Regions from separate parts of the Pan troglodytes genome. Here region 1 is linked to region 2. Evidence: chromatin contacts called from public HiChIP or PLAC-seq data. All regions are on one chromosome and are shown on one strand. Each heading gives the region's core, a stretch centred on a gene start, on an enhancer-like site or on the middle of the called end of the contact. The rest is flanking DNA. Distances are from core to core; before and after follow the strand shown.

Evidence for each region. HiChIP or PLAC-seq counts read pairs in DNA pulled down with a chosen protein or histone mark.
Region 1: a contact with region 2 is called in an H3K4me3 HiChIP or PLAC-seq map of stem cell-derived excitatory neurons, with 5 times the contacts expected there. The contact joins the promoter of MPZL1 here to the promoter of MPC2 in region 2. A contact is called at or near these places in 1 of 7 Hi-C or Micro-C datasets (stem cell-derived neural progenitor cells) and 1 of 1 datasets of contacts at active chromatin or transcription factors (stem cell-derived excitatory neurons).

Annotation. Positions count from the first base shown.
Region 1 is chr1:81,394,679-81,400,047 of NHGRI_mPanTro3-v2.0_pri, forward strand. It overlaps MPZL1 (myelin protein zero like 1), which reads right to left and starts at 1,282. Exons shown (of 7, transcript XM_524952.8): 1 at 1,108-1,282. It overlaps TRNAP-AGG (transfer RNA proline (anticodon AGG)), which reads left to right and starts at 218; the gene lies at 218-289. TRNAP-CGG (transfer RNA proline (anticodon CGG)) reads right to left here and starts at 1,053; the gene lies at 982-1,053.
Region 2 is chr1:81,171,135-81,176,535 of NHGRI_mPanTro3-v2.0_pri, forward strand. It overlaps MPC2 (mitochondrial pyruvate carrier 2), which reads left to right and starts at 1,618. Exons shown (of 6, transcript XM_016931913.3): 1 at 1,618-1,743; 2 at 2,740-2,905. The coding sequence starts at 2,797. DCAF6 (DDB1 and CUL4 associated factor 6) reads right to left here and starts at 2,520. Exons shown (of 20, transcript XM_063811648.1): 1 at 2,126-2,520.

The DNA of each region.
Region 1 (5,369 bases), core at 32-2,531, 220 kb after region 2:
AGAGGTCGATATTATACTGATAGTGACAATTTTGCTGTCTTCTGTGTTACTGATTTTCAAAGAGCAAAACAGAAAAGAAAGAAAATTGAAAACGCGCTATCTATAGAAAGCAAACACAACCGAAAGATCGAATCCTAACATGCGAGCAACCACTTGAGGGCGCGGGACTAAATAGCTATGTGTTCCTTTCTGATGACACTAAGGTGGAGTTTATGTCGGCTCGTTGGTCTAGGGGTATGATTCTCGCTTAGGGTGCGAGAGGTCCCGGGTTCAAATCCCGGACGAGCCCTATTTTGGAGTAAGAATCACTTAAAGGTGAATTTTTTGGGGGATAGATTACTAAACGTAATAAATACAGGTTGGTCAGAGTAAAACACAAAATTGAGATTTTTGGAAACTTAGAGCACACTCTACATTGAAATACCATTAAAAGGCCTCATTTTGAAAATGTAAAAAGTTTGCTAGTAATGTAGTATTGTACTATGAAAACATTGTTCCTAGCTGTCTATTCCTGGGTGCAGCGCGTGTACAGGGCCATCGGGAGCTCAGTTCTTGGCTGCCTATGGCGTGGTTTAAATTCATCCACGACAGTGCCCCTCATTGGGGGTGGGGATATCTCCTGAGCGCCCCTTTCCTCGGCAATGCTCATTCCCGAACCCCGGGACATGCTAATCCATGACGCCCCCTGCTCGTTTGGAGGAGTTAAAGGCGTGCACAGGATTCCGCACTAGGCGTCTGTTTTTCAAGAGTGTGTGTTTTACATGGTACAAAGCAATTTGAAGGCGTTGCCTTTGGGCGTACAGTAACCATATGTTGTATTAATTGAGCTCACATGGTCCCTCGCTTCAAAAAACAAAGGGGATCAACGTTTGAGCTCATGGGACCAGTATGTTTTCATTTAAGTTTCTGAATGGAATATGTGGGGAATGAGGGGGAAAAAATCTGTTTTTAAATTTCGGGTGTAGGTGGGGGTAAAAGCCTGGGCTCGTCCGGGATTTGAACCCGGGACCTCTCGCACCCGAAGCGAGAATCATACCCCTAGACCAACGAGCCGCTCTCGGCAACGGGGCTCCCAGAGCTTCCCTTCAAGCTTGTTCCGCCTCTCACCTCGTGTTCCGAGCAACCACGACCTGCGACCCTTATACTGCGTGTCCTCTAATTCCCTAAGCCTCGGGTCCGGAGCGCTTACTGCCCCACAGCGTGGAGGAGCAGGGAGGGACCGGCTTTTGCCTGGTCCGGCCGTTCCAACCCCCTATCGCCGGCGGGGCCTCCACGTTCGCACGCGCTCCCGGAAGCCGCCTTCCGGCGTACGGGCTCGCCCCGGCTGTTCCACTCGCAGTGTTGGCGGGCGCCCGGGAGCCCGGGCTGAGGAAAGTGCGGGGCAGTGCGGGGCGGGGCAGGGCGCCTCAGGACGCAGCCCGGTGCCAAGTCCCGGCGGCGCCCCGCCCGCGCCCAGCCCGTCAGTGCACGCAGAGCTGGGCCTGCTAGCTCCGCGAGTGGGTCGGTGAATGAAGACGGGGAGTCCGAGCGAGGGAAGGGAATACCCGAATCCTGGCTAAGAAAGGGGTGGTGGGAGACGAAATCCCATAGGAATGAATATTAAGTTAACTCCCCGAACCTTCATTTGGGGATAATGCACTCTTTTAAGCCCTTTGCTTGTATTGAACTCACCTGATATTCGTAATAATCCCCTAGGTGCCATTGTATCTCCATTTGCAGATGAGGAAACTGAGGCTCAGAGATGTTAAGTCGCTCACATAAATCCACAGGGCTAGGAGCTGGCGGTGGCGCTGGTCTAGGAACTCCCGAGGTGCTGGAGGGTGGGAGAACTGGGGGCTGGGGCGTGTGAAAGGGACTGGAGAGGGGGGAGAAGATTGGTACCTCGGTAGCTTGGAGGAGAGAGGGCAGTGGCAGTGGGCTGGGTCTTTTCCCTCCCATCCAGCAGAAAATGTGAGCCTGCCCTACTGCCCTTCTGCCCAGAGGAGCGGGAGTCCGAGTGCGGGGTCTCCCGCGGGTGTGGTTTCCCGGCCTGGGGTCTAGCTCGTCTTGCCTGCTTTCCGGACTGCTCTTACCGCTTCCCCCCACTTCACGACCCCAGCCCGCCACTCTGCACTCCGGCTCCTTGCAGTCTGTGGCCAAGTTGCAGAGGTCCCTTATTTCTAAAACACTCTTGCATTCTTAGGGTACTTTCAGTTCAGCGTAAAAGAAATCCATTGCTTTGTAGCCTGGTCAGACGTTCTTCCAGGTCCTGGTGGTGCTTTTGCCCTGTCACCTGCTAACCGAGAGCTTCCCACGTGCACCCGCTTCTCTGCTCTTTTCTCTCTCTCTTCCTCTCTTCCTTTTAATGTCAGTGAGCTTTTGGGACGACACTTAGCGATAGGAGGTCAGGACCAGGGTTCATGCCGGTGGGGAGTGTAACGGGAAATGCAGTGAAGACACCTCAGAACAAACAGCGAGCACTGAAAAACCTTTCTTTAGCCCACTCTGGCGATGTAGAGAGCCCTGTCGCTGGCTGGTGCAGGGGCCAGGTCTAAGGTGGGCAGCCCTGTCTACGCCTTCTATTTGTTTGGAAGTGCGTAAAACTATTGACACCCTGTCCTTGTCTGAGACCACTTTTCTTCCTCCTACTTACCTAAGGTGTGAGAACTGGATATTGTTTTATTTCTTTTCTTTTTTATTTTGAGACGAAGTGTCGCTCTTGTTGCCCAGGCTGGAGTGCAATGGCGCGATCTCGGCTCACCGCAACCTCTGCCTCCCAGGTTGAAGTGATTCTTCTGCCTCAGCCTCCCGAGTAGCTGGGATTACAGGCATGCGCCACCACGCCTGGCTAATTTTGTATTTTTAGTAGAGACGGGTTTCTCCATGTTTGTCAGGCTGGTCTCGAACTCCCGATCTCAGGTGATCCGCCTTTCTCGGCCTCCCAAAGTGTTGGATTGAGCCACCGCGCCCGGCTGGATATTGCTTTTAACACACTGTTTGGTAGTTTGAGGATGGGTCAAAGGTGGGGAAGGTTGGGGAGAGAGTTTTCATTAGGGCAAGTCCTGAGCAGCTAAGCGTCTCCCTCCTTCCCTTTGAGAGTATGCGTGCCTTCGCTGGGGCTCTCTCTGCCTTGCCTGAACTGTATCCCACTCCTGGGAGCTTTGACATATTCCTGCCACTCACCATGTGCGTGGAACATGATAGAGGTGGACACTTCTATCTTTGCTGAGTATACACTCTCAAGGGTTTTTTGTTTGTTTTTGTTCGTTGTTGTTTTAATTTCCCAAGCCTGGGGAGAGGGATAAAAAATAAAAATAAGTTCCCAAGTCTGCTTTTCCACTCCGTTAAGTAGTTTGTAATGGCTTCATAGTATCCCATCAAGATAATGGCACATCCTTTTCTTAATTATTCTTCCACTGTATAAGTAAGTGGTGTCAAACATTTTGTTGAAATTTTGTGTATATACTTTTTTTTTTTTTTTTGAGACAGGGTCTCACTCTGTCACTCAGGCTGGAGTGCAGTGGTGCCATCATGGCTCACTGCAGCCTCAACCTCCTGGGCTCAAGTGATCCTCCTACCTCAGCCTCCCAGGTAGCTGGGACAGGCATGTGCCACCTACACCCAGCTAGTTCACCCACACCTGGCTAATATTTTTGTATTTTTTTGTAGAGATGGAGTTTCACTATGTTGCCCAGGCTGGTCTCCCAACTCCTGGGCTCAAGTGATCTGTCCACTTCGGCCTCCAAAGTGCTGGGATTACAGGCGTGAGCCATTGCACCCTGCCCCTTTCCATGTACTTTGGATTATTTCCTTAGGACACACTCCCAGAGTTGGCCTGGTCACAGAGATAAACACTGATCCTTGGCCACTTTTATAACTCTTGATGCAATTCTGTGCTAAGGAGCTTGGCTTGGCTGGTTAAAAAGTAAGATGGAAACGTGGAAGAAGAGGACCAGTGGCTCTTAGATAACTTTAAAGCCCATGATTTGATCTTTTAATTTCATTTAAGGGTTTTGATGGCATCAAAGCTTTTGAGAATGCTGATAATAAGTATTATTGACGATAACAATTTTGACTTGGGGTCAGATGCATAAAAAGGAGTAAAACAAATTAGAAAACTAGTAAATCCATTAGGAGATGATTAGAATAACTCTGGGATGACATTATTGAAACTGTGAATGGGCATTTAAATCACTTGTAATGGGGATTCAGTGACTATTTAATAACTACGATTTGCTGGCCACTGAATTCTTACCCAATTTAGGCTTAGGTGGTGCAGACTTGGCTCTGTCTAGCAAGATCAGTCCTTAGGAATAAGAATACAATTAATTACATGGGTTCACCACTCCAAGGAACCTTCTCGCTAACTTGGCACACAAGACTGGCCTCATGCTCATATGCTGAGCCTTGTTTGCTGCTTGTGGGGTTATGTACTAATGGACTAGAAGGCCATGGCAGTTGTCTTGGTAGGCTTGTGTCACGCACAGCAAGCCTTCCTCCAATTTAAACAGAAACTTGGATCTGACTGAAAATTTGTGTCTTTTTCCAGATTCTAGACCAATATCCAGCAAAAGCTTCAGCTACGTTTTACTAAACATATTTCTATTTGGTTTCCCTCAGTGATCCTTTTTATGAGGTTTAGATCATGTGTCCCTCTGAATTTTGCAGTCCCTTCATTGAATCACTATTAATGAATTCTTGGAATTGCCTCAGCCTCTTCATTTTTCATTCAAAAGGTTTTGCTTGTTTTTAAGTTCTGAGAGTACATGAGGTCAGAGGGGTAATATGAATCTCAGATGTAGATTGTGAAAGAACTGCTCTCCGCTGGGACACCTTCACTTTCACCAAGGAATCTTATTACCTGTTCATCTTATTACCCTCTGTTTTATACAGACCTAGTTCTGGTCAGATGTTTCTGGTTAACACAAAAGTGTATCATTTTCATGATCAAACTTGTGATTCTTTATGAAGACATGCTCATGAGAGTATGTTACAAAAAAGAAAGAGAAAATTAGATATAGTAAAATCCCAATTTTGCACCAACCAAGAATTAAAACAAAACGTATATAATGCACTAAAAAAAAGAAGAATATCCATAAAATAGTAACATTAGTTATCCCTAGATAGTGGACTTAAAAATACTTTTTTATTTGCTTCTTAAAATTTTTTCTTCCCCTCCACCAATTTTCTAAAATAAAGATGCATTGCTTTTACAATGAGAAAAAAATTAGGATAATTAACATTTTTAAGCCACAAAGAAAACAGGGGTCTTGAAACTGCATTTCTTTGTTCTTGGTAGAATGGAGACACAGAATTAGAAGCAATGTAAAGCAGGCCCTTTTGTGCTTCTCCATCCCTTCTGCTTCCAGAGGTGGTCAATAAGCCTGTTT
Region 2 (5,401 bases), core at 368-2,867:
TCTCCGCAAATAAATTCTAAAAGAAATAACTGCACACTTTTTTTGGTAAATAGTTTAAAAAACCAGACTCTAGCTATATTCAATTTTAAAATGATTAATCACCACTCTAGGTACTTATCCTACAACAAATGCACAGAAGCTTGTAGAATGATGTTCATTAAAATGCTGTAAGGGCGAACGTCCACTTAAAGAAGAAAGGTTGAGTACCCTATGGTACTTCATAATGTTACCTACTATGTAATAATTTAAAAGACAGAATCAATCTATTTTTACTGCCATGGAAAGATCTCCAAAATGTGGAGAAGCGAAAACAATGTTTACAATATGACACCATGCGTTCAGGTGTCTCTCTCATACACACACACACAAACACACACACACCCCAGCATTTGTACATGTACATATGTACTTGTAAGAATGCAAACAAAAAGGTCTGGAAGAATATTCAGAAAACAGAAAATATTATTTCTAAGGGTGGCGGAGTGAAATTGAATGGGAGGGATCAAAGGGATTTTTGCTTCATTTTTATTTTTTTATAAACAAAATGTATTCGTATTTTACTTGAGACACTAAAAAGAATTAAAAAATTGCATGCTAACTTTTCTTAAATAATTTACAAACCAGAACTGTTGGTTGTAATGAGATTTCATTTTCTTCTCTTTACTTGAACTCAAATGAGAGCAACAAACACTTTTTAACTAGCAAGTGGCAAAACAGGAAAGAAAAAAATTTTATGATGTTGTTTGCCGTATCTCCAAATAGAAAGAAAGAGTAATGAAGAGTATACAGGAAGAAACAAAAAAGACCTTTACTAAGTACGTCCATTTTTAAGAAACCAAACTTTTTAGTTGACTCGGGCGTGACCTAGAATCCTCAAAAAAAAAAAAAAAAGGTTATGCAAAACGAAAAAAGCGGAATACTGTTCCCCCAAGTACTGAAGGTTGTTTTTAGAAAGCTTAACTACGAAACTGTAAATGCCAAGTGTGTTTTCCAGGGGTGGGAAGAGGAACGTGAAACCCTACACCACCTTTAAGCGGTCAAAACGAACTGAAGCGCAGAGTGGAACTGGGAGAGCGCGCGGGGGTGGGGAGAGCTCAGCTATCACTTTTAGGTTTTGGCTCAGCGCCGCAAAAACAGTTTACACGGATTCTGTCTGGAGCGTGAAGTCCCTGAGGGTGGTCAACGCGTCGCAGCCGACACCTAAACCCTCTGGAGATTGAAGGAGAGGGTGGGCAACAACTTAGGTTCTTCGGCTGAGCGGGGAAAGCGCGCTGGAAAAGAGCAAAAGAGCTAACTTTTGCTCTAAACGCGGCAGCTCCTGGAGGTTCCGCAAGTCCCCCGAGTCCCAACCCATTAGCGACCCCAACACCTTTACAAGCCAGTACCTTCGGCCCACGGCCCGGCCCTCCGAGAAAAACCCAGCAAGGGCGGCGGCTGGCAGCATGCACAGGGGGCTTGACTGGGGGAGGCACCGGCACGGGATTCGGCGACCAAGGCCCCACCCAACACCCCAGAGTCTCCGGGCGCCCCCACCGAGACGCCGTCCCACCTCCAACAGACCCGGCAGCGTGCCCCCTCCCCCACTCTAGGCGGCGACCTCAGCGCCTCCGCCCCGGGGCCCCCGCTCACCCAGGTAGCGACTCCGCAGCCGGGACGGGTCCTCCAGCCCGAGGGACCTTTTCCTCACGTCCCACAACAGGTGTGGGCAGGAGCCACCCCGAGACATGGCTCTGCCTGAGCCGGGTGAGAGGGGAGACCACCGCGTGGGGGAGGGGAGGAGGGGGAGGGGACACCCGTTTCAACACCCGAGCCGCACCGGCACCATCCGCGCGCCGGGCCTCCAGGGCGCAGCGTTAGATGGCGGTGGCAGCAGCGGCGCCTGGGCCCCCGAAGCCCGGCCGCACCCGGGCCGGAGCTCGCCTCATACTCTCCTTAGACTAACCAGAACATCCAAAGATCAGCAACAGTCTCCTCCCTCAGCCCCCCTCCAACAGGAGGAGGCGGAGGCGGAGGCGATGGCGACTCCTCCCTCTCCTCGTCCTGGATACCCTCCCCGCCAACCCTTTCTCGCGAGATGACGACCACCCTGGGGACTAAGGCTGGTGTGTGCCGCGGCTGCCCTCACCCTGGAAGAATGCATTCGGGCCACTCTAACCAGATCCTTAAGTCGCTAGGGATAAAAGACGAGTAGAGAGAGAAGCTACTCAATTCTGTAGTCTCTCGCTCACGAGTCTCCAGTCAAAAGAAGCAAGAGAATTGTGTGGCATCATCTTTAGGCACTGAAGGCCCAAAAACCCATTTTAACTACGGGCCTGCTTAATCAAAGTGAAAGGGCAGTAGAACCAGCGCAGCTTCACTTTCCCTTCTCCAACATGGCCTTGAGGGCATGGGGAGAAGGAGGAGGTTTCCGCTCGACCCCGCCCGCGCCTCGGGGCGGGCCAATCATGGCGGGCAGCTCGGCCTGCGCAAGCGCGCTGCCAGCAGGGCGCAGCGCGGACTTGGTGAGGTGATTATTTTGGCACCTGTTGCCATGGCTCCTCCTCCCTCTCTCCTGCCGGGGGCCGGAGGCGGACCAGGGGCTGGCAGTCGGCAGCCTCCGCCCCCTCAACCTTCGCGGGGCCCGGGCCGCAGCTTTTCGGTTCACAGCGGGCAGGGAAAGACGCGGGAAGGGTACTCCAGGCGAGAGGCGGACGCGAGTCGTCGTGGCAGGAAAAGTGACTAGCTCCCCTTCGTTGTCAGCCAGGGACGAGAACACAGCCACGCTCCCACCCGGCTGCCAACGATCCCTCGGCGGCGATGTCGGCCGCCGGTGCCCGAGGCCTACGGGCCACCTACCACCGGCTCCTCGATAAAGTGGAGCTGATGCTGCCCGAGAAATTGAGGCCGTTGTACAACCATCCAGCAGGTAATGGACCCTGAATGGCCTTATCGAGACCTTCCTTCTCGCTTCCTCTAAAATGGACCTTTTAGAGGCCCTCTGACAACTGCCTCTAGAGGCATCCACAGCCCCAACCCCTTCCGTTCAAGTGAAGCCGTCTACTCTCCTAGCCTGTGCATTTCACCCTCTCTCCTGCAACATCTCTTCCTAAGCCAACGTATCTCAAGTCAGCTCCCTTCCCCACCTATGTGACATCCGCTCCCTTACGCACGACTCCAACCCAAACCTGATCTCCAGATTTGAGCCTTCTCAACTTCTGCGGCCACCAAACTGTCTGGGACCACCATGAAACACTCATTCTCTGTCTCTTTTCGAATTGTGGCATATTAACCCACGCTAGGCAGAGCTGGATGGGTGGCTTGTCGCACTGTAGGGTTTGGAGTAAAGGTCACTTTCTTCAGCTGCTGCTGGCTGAGGCCTGCAGACTGAGCCCTCCCCCAAACTGCATGCTTTACTTCATCCAGGCTTGAGTCAGTGTCATTTCTCATCCCATAGGTCCAGTGTGTTTTTTTAAGTCTATCCTTATTTATGAAATTGTTGAACAAGCTCTACCCAGAGCTTTTTGTGTGGACAGACCTGGATATCATTCTCTTCTACCACTTATAGTTGTGACCTTGAGCAAAAGCCTAGATCTCTGTTTGTGTAATACGCGGTCTATGAGAATGACAGATAACATATGTGCTTGACTCTTTGTAAATGCTCAGTAAACGTTACATCTCTCTTTGCCTACTGGAAAACTGTGTTCTTGTGGTTGAAAAAAAAAAAAAACTGTAAGAAACTGAAAGATTCCAATCCCTTTATTAAAGATCTAGAATTCTGTTACCTCTTCTATAAAGTGAGTTGTAATGATACTTATTTGCTAGGGGCTAACATCAGATATATTCTGAGGTCTGTTTCAAGCCTAAGACTTGGCAAACTAGAAAATGTGTTGTAAATTGAAAGACTGAAGTGCTACCCGAAAAATGGCTTTTATTCTCCTACATAGTTAAAATCTGTATTCTGCAGTTGGTATCATTAGGAAAGTTGTCTAGTTCCCCCATTATCTGATTATGAACCAGCTCTCTGGAGTCTGAACTGGTTACTAAATCTGATTTCCAGTTTGATAATGGAATGAATTGAACATCTGGATTATACTCTAACCCTTAATATTATTTTCTGCAACATTGAACCCATTATAAAACTGATCATTAAGGACAGTTTGTTACTGATTTAAAAAGTTTTTGTTTATTTGCCTTTTAGTTCTTTTAACATTCAATTTTTTTGGAATTATGCTGTGTTTTGTGGCAAAGATTTTCGGGAAGGAGGGTTGAGCTATGCTTTTTGTAATAATCTGGGGTTTACAGAGTCAACTGAATGTGAAGTCAACCCTGACCTTCATAAGCTTTGTGTTTTAGCTGTAGGACAAGGGCATGGCAGAGTAAGAGTAATTTTAAACTACTTAAAATAATACAAAATTGGAGGGTAGTCTTACCTTGATCCTTTCCAAGCCTTTAGTTTTTAGCCACCTGTAATTACTGCTTAAAATACTACTCAGCTTTCAGAATGAAGAGGGATTACCTTTCACTTGCAGGATGTGCATTTCACCTGAAAATCCTTGGATTCGTTCAGTTATTTTAACCCCCTTTTTCAGTGTAGTAAAAGGAGCTAGGCTTTGAAGGGAAATAGACCTACGTTTCAGTCTTGGCTGTGTGACCTTGACCCTAAATTCCTGCCTTAGTTATCTCATCTATAAAATGGGAGTAATTGTAATCATTTCAGGATTGTTGTGAAAATCAGATGATCTAATGTCTCTAAAACATGTAGCACAGCGTTTGCACTTAGACTCAATAACTGTCAGTTCTAAAATTTGAGCAACATACAGAGTAAGGATATCTATTACAGCAGAATTATTTATGATCGACAAGTTGGAGGCACACCAGTGTAGAAATGGAGGAGCTTGAAAAATATGTTGACTGATGAGTATTGAATAAAATCTGAGGAAACACTGATTATTGTCTTAAGAGTTATCCAGAGTGAATATTCAAGGATTTTGCCTACTATTTTGCCTAACAGTATTTGTTATTGAATTGTCATTGAAACATTTGTCTAGATTCACCTACAAAGAGTTTATTAAATGATATGAAATGCTACAATATTAACAGTTGGAAATCATACATTGCTGATTCTAGATTTTTGAGATTTAATTTTATCACTGACACTGTATGTCTCGACAGGTAACAAGAATGTGTTTTTAGCCAGGCGCGGTGGCTCACACCTGTAATCCCAGCACTTTGGGAGGCTGAGGTGGGTGGGTCACCTGAGGTCAGGAGTTTGAGACCAGCCTGACCAACATGATGAAACCCTATCTCTACTAAAATACAAAAATTAGCCGGGCGTAGTGGCAGGTGCCAGTAATCTCAGCTACTTGGGAGGCTGAGGCAGGAGAATTACTTGAAACCAGGAGGTGGAGGTTGCAGTTAGCCA